2 separate regions of the Triticum aestivum genome follow, and region 1 is linked to region 2. A link is a contact called in public Hi-C data. All regions are on one chromosome and are shown on one strand. Each heading gives the region's core, a stretch centred on a gene start, on an enhancer-like site or on the middle of the called end of the contact. The rest is flanking DNA. Distances are from core to core; before and after follow the strand shown.

Region 1 (6,036 bases), core at 1,288-3,787, 150 kb before region 2:
ATATCAACATGCATGCATGACACGTACTTACTAGTCTAGTGGTGCTGTAGAAAGACTTTGTGGTTTTATGCAAGTATTTCTTTGGGTGTTGCATCATTCTTCTCTTTGTATATTGTCCCCACTTGAATTTCATTGAAATTGCAAGAGAGTTTGCATTTCACGCTATCATGAAGAGAGATAGTCGCGCCAAAACCAGGCGTGCACTGTAGAACACCTCTAGCAGAATTGTTATATACTCCTAGAGTAGCAGATTCGCCACACTCCATATTTGCCTCCAACCTCCATATTGCATTATCCTAGACAATTTTCAGAGCTCGGTCCATCCAAAAACGGTGCCACCAATGAAATTTTAAGTTGGCTTTGTACCACACTAGCTGGCTAACGCCATAGCCATCAAAATTGAGCTCCTTCTCCTCTCCTCCGATCCCCCCCCCCCCGCCTCAGTCACTGTGATTGCCCACACCACTTCTCCTACTGCCCAACACTCCATAGCCTAGGAGGAGGACAATAGCGAGGTGGCATCGATCTTGAAGGATGATGACCGGAGCAAGGTGGCACCAACCTAGAAGGAGGATGACTAGAGGGAGGTGACACCAACCTGGAAAGAGGATGAGCTACGAAGCTTCGATGATTATAGGGTGACGACGCGACCGACTCCTCATGTTGAGGCGAGAATGAAGCGATGAAGCTCCGACAAAAAGAGGGTGTTGCCACGCTCCTGAGATCCTCCTCATGTCAATGCCTGACGACTCTATTCGTTTATTGGTAGCCATGATGCGGCCCTTCATCGAAATCGATATCACATTGTTGGAATCTATGCATCGCCTAGCTCCAGACCGACGCTACAAGAAAGGGAAACAATCCCTCGATGACAAGTGGGTCTCACATTGTAGATGACTTATGCATAACATCTATATAACTCTGATTTTGCTCATGCCCGAAGTAGCCTTCATGATTTTTACCAGTCGTATGTAGAGTAATTTTGGGGTAGTATGTCTACTATAAGAGCAACTCTAGCAAAGTCGCCTCCTCCCGGCCTTTTCAGGCAAATCCTCCAGGTCAGCTCGCACACAAGCCAGGACATGTTGTCACGTGGCATTCGGTGGCAACTATCTCAATGGGCAGCCACGAGAATCTGATGGAGTGGCAACACCATAAAGACCGGGTCGTTGCCTCGCAGGTGGTGCTTAAGAGGACACGCTGCTTCGTATCTCGTATGTGGCGCAAGGAGGGAAAAGACGACACTTCCTTCCCACACTGGCAGTTGGGTTTGGAGCGGAATGAGCTCCAAATGAGTACTCCATAACCCCATAAAATGGAGAGGTTGGAGGGCACATATGGAAGGATCTCCATAATTCATGGCAACTGACGGGTGAATGGCGATTCTGTTAGAGTGATTTTTAAGCTTACACCTCCATATTGGCGATTATTATGGAGTTTGAGACCTTTCTGATAGAGTTGCTCTAAGGGAACTTCAACACAAATCACCAAAATCAACCGCTAGTGTTCAACGGGGTCACATGATCTTTTTCAGATAGGCTTGAACATTAGAAATTCTGCAAACTGGCACCAAACCGGGGGTACGTTTGGGGGAGTCCAGACGTCCTCCACATCGGACTCCGACAACATGAACCCACACAAAACCAATCCCCCACTGCTTTTGGTATGGTTTGACCGCATTCTCTCTTCCTGACCGGCCTCCCGTTTACCCACATTCACGGTGGCGAGGCCACCAAGGAGTCTACTCCAACTTTAAGGTTGGCCAGGCTCCTCGTCCATAAACCCCTACCCGCACAATCCTCATCCTCTCACACACACATCCACCGCACGCCACACACCACCAAACCTTCCGGCCACCATGACGTGCAAGAAGTCTGACATTGAGAAGTGGTTGCGGGCGTGCTGATCCGTATCCACGGGTAGCTCCGGATCCAGTTAGCACGTGACATCGCTCCCCAGCCGCCATCCTGGTTCCCCCGTGGCCAAACCAGGTGCCGCTTTCGGAGGAGCGGATGTTGGACGAGGAGCAAGTGGGGGAGGAGTAGGCCACCATCTTTATCGAGGAGGAGGGAGGATCGTCGTTATGTGCTAGAGGTTGCGCCCGTCCTGTATGATCAAACTTTGTTTTAATTTCATCCGTTTCGGTTCGATTTCATCCGTGCTCCTGAACATTCCGTTTGAAGTGGGTGAAACGTTTGATGCCTACGGCCGGATGACCGGCATCCCTCCAACCGTCCGCAAACGCTTCCGGACGTGTCCGCGAGCGTTCGATGCCATCCGTTAGATGATCCGCGGTGGAGCTGCCCTAAGCTTAAGCTCGGTGTAGCCACGAGCCTTCCAGTCCACGCAGCACCGAACAAGTTACTGTTTACCCGGCATGGAATGCGGTGCGGCCACTAGCTAGTGTGCGTGCGTGACTTTTGCTTTCCGTTTGACACTTGCGCCGCGTAGAGTAGCCGTCCTCCCTTCCCCTCTTGTGCGCTGCGTTGCGTTGCGTTGCGTTCTTCTAGAAGCCAAGCCAAAGCGGAGAAGGGCCGCCCCCCAATATTAACTCAAAAATCATTTCGTCCTCGTTTTCGCTCCCCCTTCCCCTCGCCTCGCCTCGCCTCGCCTTCCTTCTTCCCCACGCGCACGCGCAACGCGGACGGACGCGGAGCACACTCAAACCTCCCACCTCTCTCCCCCCCATCCCCACCCAAGAAGAGGTCTTGGGAGCCGCCATGGACTGCTGCTTCCCCTGCCTGGGCGCCAAGAGGAAGCGCAAGCCGCCGCCGCCGCCGGAGAAGCCCCAGATCCCTCCCGCCGCAGGTGATCCGCCCACGCCACTGCCTTCTTTCTTGCCGTCTTCTTCCTCGCCCCGTCCTCCCCGGCCGTCGCGGATTTGTTCATCTCCGCCAGATTCACGGAGTGGTTCGCCGATTCCGCGAACTGATTCGTGGCTCCGGCTCCCCCGCCGCCGTTCCTGGTTCCCGTCAGTCCAGTTCCCCCCTCCCCTGTTTCTTCTAAAGAAAAAGGAAAAAAAGTTGGCCCCTCCAGAAAATCGTTGCAAACTCTGCCCAAAATCATGGTATCCCGCCGAATCCGCCTCCCCCCGAAACATGGCAGCTCGGTGCCGGGATTCCGGCCGGGGATGACGCGTGCTCGCCACTTTCGTCGCCAGACAACGCGTGCACTCCTTTCCCTAAATACCCCGTCTTCTTTATTCGCCTCATGATTCTGACGCACGCGTTCCGTTTTTTTCCAGATAAAGAGAAGCCGGGGTGCTCCTCCTCGTCGACGACCGCGGCGGCGGCGGCGCGGCAGGACTCGCTGTCGGAGGCCAAGAAGGATTTTGTCCTCAGCAACGGATCCGAGCACCGCCACATTGCCGCGCAGACCTTCACCTTCAGGGAGCTCGCCGCGGCGACCAACGGCTTCAGGGCCGACTGCCTTCTGGGGGAGGGCGGCTTCGGCCGGGTCTACAAGGGGTACCTGGAGAGCATCAACCAGGTGAGGAGGTTCTTGCTAATTTATTCTGCCCTCCCAGTTCATTAGCACCATTTTGTTTATTTAGAAGCTTCCACTTGGAGGATTGTGTGGAGCACTTGTAAATTGTCTCCTAGTGAACGTGTCACACAGCCTGAACCCGAGACCGGGTTTAGGCTGCGGGTTTCGCTGTCGAAGTAATAGAAAATGGGGGTTATCCAGGTTCCAAGGATTGTTGTTGTTAATCCTCGGTTGATTTACATTCACAGCTATTGAGCGATAACATTAACATGTGGTAAATTTTAAAAGTTATGCATACGAATTTGTCAAACTATTTCCTGAAGCTAGTTGACATGGTGAAATGTATTTTGTTGCCGTCACAGGTTGTCGCCATAAAGCAGCTCGATCGAAATGGACTGCAAGGCAACAGGGAGTTTCTTGTTGAGGTCCTCATGCTGAGCTTGCTGCACCACCCACACCTAGTCAACCTTATTGGCTATTGCGCCGATGGCGACCAGAGGCTTTTGGTTTACGAGTATATGCCGCTGGGTTCTTTGGAAGACCACCTTCACGGTATGCTGCTGAAAAAAAGAATGTGTTTCTGCTTTGTTACAGCTTCTATTTGATAATTTAAGTTTCTGTGCTCACAAGTGGATCCTATTTTATTCAGATCCTTCCCCAGATAAACCCCGCCTTGACTGGAATACAAGGATGAAGATAGCTGCCGGTGCAGCTAAAGGGCTGGAGCATTTGCATGACAAAACAAATCCTCCTGTCATATACCGGGACTTGAAATGTTCAAACATCTTGCTCGGAGAGGGATACCACCCAAAGCTGTCTGACTTTGGATTGGCAAAGCTTGGCCCAGTTGGCGATAAGACGCACGTTTCCACCAGAGTGATGGGTACATACGGGTATTGTGCCCCTGAGTATGCTATGACTGGTCAGCTGACTCTGAAGTCAGATGTTTACAGCTATGGTGTTGTTCTATTGGAGATCATCACAGGACGAAGGGCTATCGACAACACCCGAGCTGCAGGGGAGCAAAATCTTGTTGCATGGGTAAGCTGCCGATTTGTTTTTTGTTACGTTCTTTTCTTTTTCTTGTTATTCTTTTTCATTCCGTTATAGACTACTGGAGTTTAACTGTAGAGAACATCGCATTGTGAAACCTGCTACCTCTTGTGAGTATTGATTGTTAATGTATTCTGGAAAATCCACCGGATATCAGCCTCTTAGCTCGGAAGTTGCGAAAGCTGAGTGTTAGCGCATCAACCTTATGTATCACCTGTATTTCAGTTCATCTCTGCATTTCTTTCCACTTTTGGAATTTACACTAATTTTGCTTGAAGGACATATTGTCCTTTCCTTCAGCTGAAAAAACATCGTCCTTGCAATGTTTTTCAGTTGTAGGGTTACTAAAAAGCTACTGTACTAGAATGAAATAGTTCCATACTACATTTTTTTGGCATTATTGGATTGGCCTAGGTTTGCCTTCCCAAAAGACATTATTGCAGTCCGTTGAATAGGATCGAACGAATAGGGTCATGACATGCCAAAGCCTTTGCTCAAGATGTCGTGTAGCATTTTGCAATCCCTGTTGATGTAACGTTTGTTGGTGCACAATTTCAGGCCCGGCCCTTGTTCAAGGACAGGAGGAAGTTCCCCCAGATGGCGGACCCAGCGCTGGAGGGCAGGTACCCAGCTAGGGGACTGTACCAGGCCCTTGCCGTCGCCGCAATGTGCGTGCAAGAACAGCCTACCCTGAGACCGTTGATCGGCGACGTCGTCACAGCCCTGAGCTACCTTGCCTCCCAGCCCTACGATCCGGAGGTGCACGGCGTCCACCGCCCGTCGCGCCTGACGGCTTCAGGAACGCCGCCCCGAGCCCGGAAAGATGGCGCGGATCATCAAAGAGGAGGAAGCGAGTGAGGTTCTGCGGCGATCTGGGAGAAGCCTGAATTTTGTCGCGGTAAGAGTCCAAAATGGAGATGAAGAGGAATTTTGTGGATAGCAAGGCGGCTTTTGCGTTAACATGTTGGGGGGGAATTGTGAATCGGTGATGTATGTTGATCGGTTGGTCTGTCTGGTTGAGATGGTGCTTAGAGATGATGCATGCATGTGCTCTCCGGTCAAAGTCTGTATCTAGGTAGATGACGAGGCAGTCGGTGTAACCACCCATGACTTCACTGTTCGATCAGTCTATGGACTACCATTTCAACTTGTATTTGACAGAACTGCTTCTCCTTTATCCAGGGTTTGAGGGTTCTAGTGCATGTCTGTTTGACTAACAAAGGGACTGGCTAGGGGTCAGTCGCTTGAAAACGAGTTTGTGGCTTTCTCTTCCCCTGACAACCACCAATCCAGCCTAGGCTGAACCGCTTGCCTCCACCCCCACAGAGGCCGGAGCCGCTCCCATAACCGCCTCGTCGCTCCCCTCCCCTCCCCTTCCCCCTCGACTTTTTATCCCGCCGTGCTTTGCCCCTCGGCCATCCATGTAAACCGTTGAACCATCCAAATTCTTTGATGAACTTGCAATATCAAGTTCCGAACTCGCCTCCACCGGCTATG
Region 2 (6,343 bases), core at 3,543-6,042:
GACAGATCTAACGATCACTTGATCACTGGAAGTTTACGATGGATCGGTAGGTCCTGCTGGCCTGCCAGCCGGAGGGGATGACATTGCGGGCGACGAGCTTCTTGCCAGAGCCGGAGGTGAGACGGATCGATATGGGTGCCTGCAGAGTGGACCCGGAGTTGTACTTCCACACCGCGCCCCACGACTCCTGCATTGGCGCCCAGCTGCCGCGGCGCTGCTGAAGCTCGACCGCCGACAGGTCGCCGTCGCCGGCCTCGTCCTCAATGAGCAGCGCAAGGTAGTAGGGATTGGAGCCGCCGTCCACCCTGAAGGCGATGTCCAGCCCATGCCAGTTGCACGGAACCCTGCGAGCGAAGAAATCAAAGAGTTGACAACCGATCGATGGATCGCACGAACATGCATGACGCTAAGCTGGGCTTACCGGTTGTATTGGACTCTAAGGCTGCCGGCTCTGCGGAGATTGTCGGCCTGGCCGGGCTTGGCCATGGCGCCGAATGCCTTCCCGCCGAGGTCAAAGTGGGTAGCCTCCGACAGGCACGGCCCACCGGGGCACTGGTCTGTGACGACCACGGTCACCGGGACCCCGGAGCAAGCGCGATGGCTGGTGCATTTAACCTGATAGCAAGCGCCGCAACCCCTACCATTCTTGAAGATAGAGGGGCCGCCCGCCGTGACCATGGCGGAGAACGGCGGCTGCTCCATGTCGCCCTGGTACCCGCATGCACCACCTGCAACACGCCTATGCACTCATCGGTACACGTAAATAACTACTTCCTCCGTCTTATAATGTAAGAACATTTTTTATACTATACTAGTGTAAAAAACGTTTTATATTATGGAAGCGGAGGGAGTACTAAAATATATGTGTCCTAACATGCATGCACTCCCATCATCAAGGTCTGCATGCATCGTCCATGCGGCTATATACCTACCGTCAGTGCCGGCGCCTTCGCGGGGACCGTACCACACGTCGCACCCCCATCGGACCAGCCAGAGATGCTGCTCGAATGAAGGAGGATGAGGCAGCTGCTAGCTAGAGCCACGAAAACCACGTTGGAGGAAGAAACCATGCTCGCGATGAACAATATACAATTGTTGCACGTATGTAGAGGAAGAAGGGAATGTACTGGAGATAGGTAAGTGATGTGTGTGATAGCAAGCATAGTCTCTCGCCATGTATTTATAGGCAGCAGAGAGCTAGAGAGATCACACACTGATTAAATGTCGTGGTGAGGGGATATTTTTTTATTTAATGAATGTGTCAGCAAAAGATTATTTTTTCCCCACTTTTTTCAAAGCTTATTCAAATGAATTACATTCCTTAATTATCAGAACCCCCAACCTGTTTCAGGCGGGGAACCTGGTAAGAGCATCTGTAGTGGATGTGTAATACCGATATATTCATTTACTGTCATGGCAGTAAAATAACACCCGAAGTAACAAAAATTACCAAGCGCTATCTGTCTAGTTCCTCCTTCAGTGGGAGGAAGTTTCCTTCCCTAACCGCTATTTCCACCGCGCGTGACATCTCTAGCCATGCGGACAGTTCCGGCGAGCCGCATGGAACCCACTGACTATGGCCCCGACTATACCTGCCCGGTCCCGCCACTGCTTTCATATTGTGATTCTGTATCTGTGGTCTGATTAATAAAGACATGATTATTTTGGTAGACACCCCCTTATTAAGTTTGCTATTTTTGCTTACATTTTCCAGATTTAGTAGGTAGCCTTTTCGATGAGTAGACATTCTATTATGATAATTATAAAGAAATATTATCATTGTCCTTTGGTTAATTTTTCTTGCATGTGCACATAATCGACTACCACCCCACACAGTATGACATGTTTTACCCCGAAATAGAAAAGTAATTCATCACCAGACACTGAAGTTATCAAAACAATATACAGATAAATCACAAATCGTTGTACAGCGTAGGATATGCCCTACTGATGGTTGTAGTCGCGTAACTTCAAGATATATTAACAAAGTGATATGTAGGTATCTTTTTGCTATATATCTTCAAGATGAAGTCATACGAGTAAGGGCATGCACAATGGTTGATAAGAAGCTATTTTCTTATGCCCCCCACATTATTTAGAGAATCCAAAAGACATGATGTACAATGTATTATCTTTATCTCTAGAAATTAGTGTTTGCATGCCCCCAAAAAATTATAGTGATTATACCTTTCACATTGAGTACTATGCATATGATACCATTGTATAATAGAACCTTTATAGTGCATATTATGATAGATTTGTCCTTTAGACGACCTCATTGATTGTTTTGTGTGTCTCATAGCAGCACCTCATTATCATGATACACAATCATTTTTTTTGAATGATACACAATCATGATACGTATAATATTTAGTATCATTATTTCCTCATTTAATGACATGCTATGTCAGCAATATAGATCAATGCTGATTTCTTTTTGGCACGTCTAGTTTCCATTATATGGTTATGAAACAAGACATACTAAATTTTAGGTCGGTCCATGCCTATGAAACACTACATCAGTGAAGTAACTTTGGGCAATCATAAACTCATAAATGTAGGACCATATGAAAAATATAGAAAACAAAATCCTTGAATAAATATAAGGAAGTACTCCACAGATTTGATATTATTTTTTCACTTTTGCTATTTGTAAGTTGCATCAATTTTTATTTTGTGTAAGTCACCTTTTCTTCTTCTTGTATTTAGTCTGCTTTTTTCCCCCTTGGTCCGTTCATGCCGGCGAGCCTGTGTGTTGTGTGCGTAAGTGTTTGTCTCTGTGCATTATGTGTGTGTGCGCGTGTAATCGTGTGTGTGTGGCGCTAGGATATGTGCGTGTGTGCATGTTGTCTCTCGATGTGTGGATATGTTCACGGGGACGCGGGTGTGTGCATCTGTGTGTGTGTGTGCGTGCGTGCGTGCGCGCGTGCTCATGCACTTGTTTTTGTGCCTTCGCGTGTCTGCGGAGATTATTAATCTTAATGTAAACACATCGACATATAAATTCAAGTTTGATGCAACATGTGTGAAAATTATATATAGGCTTCTTTTGCTATTGAGAAAGGTGCAATTTCTCTGAATTTTGTGTGCAGTTTTTATCATCAATTATTTGAAGTTTTTCAAGTTTCTTTCTTCTTTTAGGGTAATCCAATGCCCGCAATTTCTTTCTTAGGAAAACTTATGTTTTTGTTTTTTGTTTTGAATCAGTTTGTCTTTATTTTTGTTTAAAGAGTGTTAAAGTGGTAGATTTTGCAGCTTGTATTACTCATGGATACCACTAAAATTTATAGAATTGATCCATTTTAATTGGAACACAACCGTAACATAACCTAAGCTGCCTAAGCTGCATGCATCGAGACGTGGGGTTGCACTGCACCTAAATAAAAATTCACAACTTACAAATAGAAGGTCCCTTATTTTTCAGTGTATATTATCTGGACCATTCTTCAAATCCTAAATTATGTGAGTGAGTTTTTTTTTTGTAGGGGTCATGATTTTCAACATAAACTTAATACTCAAGATTGACAAACAATCGGTTGGCATCAATCTTGAGCGTTTAGCAATATCCATCGTATCCTTAATCAGCTGCCAAAATATTCGAAGAAAGCATTTTTTTTCCACATTATGTTTGCAATTTTTCAAAGCATGAAAGCGAGTATTATTCCAGGCACGGGCTCTATTACTACATATAGCTAGCGCACGCGTGCTGCACAACTAATTAAGATACGTACTCCCCATTGATCAATCACTGGAAGTTTACGATGGATCGGTAGGTCTTGCCGGCCTGCCAGCCGGAGGGGATGACATTCCTGGCGACGAGCTTCTTGCCGGAGCCGGAGGTGATGCGGATCGATATGGGTGCCTGGAGGGTGGACCCGGCGTTGTACTTCCAGACCGCGCCCCACGACTCCTGCATCGGCACCCAGCTGCCGCCGCGCTGCTGAAGCTCGACCGCGGACAGGTCACCGTCGCCGGCCTCGTCCTCGATCAGCACCGCAAGGTAGTTGGGGTTGGAGCCGCCGTCCACCTTGAAGGCGATGTCCAGCCCATGCCAGTTGCACGGAACCCTGCGAGCGAAGAAGAAATATATGAGATGACAATCGATCCATGGATCACAGGAACGTGCACGTAGGCGGAGCACTGGGCGTAGTCTAGCGGGAGCTTACCGGTTGTACTGGACTTTAATACTGCCAGCGTTGCGGAGGTTGTCGGCCTGGCCACGCTTGGCCATGGCGCCGAACGCCTTCCCGCTGAGGTCAAAGTGCGCAGCCTCGGCCTGGCACGGCCCGCCGGGGCACTGATCTGTGACGACCACGGTCACCGGGGACCCAGAGCAGGCGGGATTGCCGGTGCATCTAACCTGATAGCAAGCGCCGCAGCCCTTGCCGCCATTGAAGATGGAGGAGCCACCCGCCGTGATCATGGCGGAGAACGGCGGCTGCTCCACGTCGCCATGGTAGCCGCACGCACCACCTGCAGCACGCCCATGCACGCGTCAGTACTCGATCACAACGAAATACACGTAAACAACAACTACTATGCACTATATTGTACGTACGTGTCCTAGCATGCATGCATGTATGCACTCTCATCACGGAGGCCTGCATGTCCGTGCAAGGCGTATGACTTATATACTAATGTACTCCATAATTTACATACCGTCAGAGCCGGCGCCGTGGCGGGGACCGTACCACGTCGCGCCGCCGTCAGACCAGCCGGAGACAATGCATGGAAGGAGGATGAGGCAGCTGCTGGCTAGAGTCACGAAAGCAAGGAAGGAAGAAGAAGCCATGCTCACGCTGAAGAATATACGATTGCTCCGGGTACGTGAGAGGAAGGAGAGTCTCTCGCCATGTACTTATAGGCAGCAGACAGCCAGAGGGATCGCGTGCTGATTACATGCCGATTGGAGGAGAGTCTTTTTTATTCAATTAGCGTATCCTCAAAGATTTTCAACTTCCTGAAAACAAAGCATCTTTCCAGGGATTATATAGATATCGGGTTTGGTATTTCTGAGAAACAATTGTAGCTCAATCAACGATGTATCCGTCAGATCTTATATGTGGAAATTTATGCAAATTTTGCCTTTTATAAGTTTTGGTAGTATTTTTTTCTAGACAATTGCCTTTTATAAGTTTTGGTAGTATTTTTTTCTAACCTAATAAATTTATTATGCAGACAGCTAGAAGCACGTAAGAGAAACTATAGTAGATTCAGCAAAGCCAAGTGAACTCCATAATAACTGCTCATATAACTGCTAATGTAGCACAACCTAGGGGCTGGCATTTCGTTTTCAACACTACATGATTAGTATGAATGTTTGATTATGCGCAGGAAAACCGTTGAATTCTTCACATAACCTTGGAGTCGATGGAAAATTTCCTATGAAAACTAGCACAAATGAATCTTAATGAAAAAAAATCATATAGATTGTATTAATCACACGAATCAAACAACCTCTGTAGGAAAAAATCCTCAAAGATTTCTTTAAGAATCATTTGAATCAAAAAGACCCTAAATCATTAACATTCCTGCAGAGAACAAAAACATGTACTACATGTCACAATAGTTGGGTCGGGCCCAACTGACGTGGCTAGTGGGCTGCGGCGGCTTATTACAACTGATGTACAGGCCGCCAGATTACTCAAAAAAAATGTACAGGCCGCCAGTAGTGCAATGCGTAGTCGCAAGGAGCCGCTGCCTAATGATGATTGGTGCGTCAGAGCCTGTGCCAGTGCCAAGTGGTAGAGTGTAGCGAGCGAATTTCTTTCGGTATAGAGTGTGTTTTTTCGTTTAATTGGTTTTCAGTTAGGTTTTACATTTATTTTCAATTTATCTGAATATTTATGCATGTTAAAACATAATATTTCTTGTAAAACATGAACATTTTTAAAACATTTTTGAACATTAAAAAAATTGGAACATAAAACATGAAAGTCCTTTAGAATAATATGAATTTTGAATTTTGTGAACTTCTTTTAAATAAATAGTTAAAGAAGAGATAAAAACGGACAGGAAAAAAATATAAAAATTAAAAAAGCAACAACAAAAAAATATAAATACGAACCTTCCACCCTAAAAAAAATACGCCTTCCTAAAACCAGAAAGGACCTGCGCTAATTGGGGCAGCCCACTCGCACGCAGCTCTGTGTGATTGGCTTATGCCTTGTCACACAGAATCGCACGGGGCCAGGTTGGCAGTCACAGAAAGGATGCAGCACATGGTATTAGAAACTCCCACTAACCTGATGTCAAAAAAAAGTCCCAGTAACCAGCCCAAATGAACTATACTGATGGATCACCGCCTAGATCCTCAATTAAAAAGAAAAATCAACGCCAAAAT

What was found. Hi-C and Micro-C count contacts between places; a contact is called where the count stands out from the background.
Region 1: a contact with region 2 is called in a Hi-C map of leaf, with 2.5 times the contacts expected there. The contact joins the promoter of LOC123043494 here to the promoter of LOC123043491 in region 2. A contact is called at or near these places in 3 of 5 Hi-C or Micro-C datasets (all in leaf).

The regions. Positions count from the first base shown.
Region 1 is chr2B:63,165,214-63,171,249 of IWGSC CS RefSeq v2.1, reverse strand. LOC123043494 (probable serine/threonine-protein kinase PBL7) reads left to right here and starts at 2,537. Exons shown (of 5, transcript XM_044465957.1): 1 at 2,537-2,808; 2 at 3,245-3,489; 3 at 3,849-4,038; 4 at 4,136-4,527; 5 at 5,098-5,702. The coding sequence starts at 2,721. The coding sequence ends at 5,397.
Region 2 is chr2B:63,019,446-63,025,788 of IWGSC CS RefSeq v2.1, reverse strand. LOC123043491 (putative expansin-B14) reads right to left here and starts at 4,792. Exons shown (of 3, transcript XM_044465955.1): 1 at 4,660-4,792; 2 at 4,167-4,473; 3 at 3,746-4,067. The coding sequence starts at 4,792. The coding sequence ends at 3,746. It also overlaps the pseudogene LOC123040453.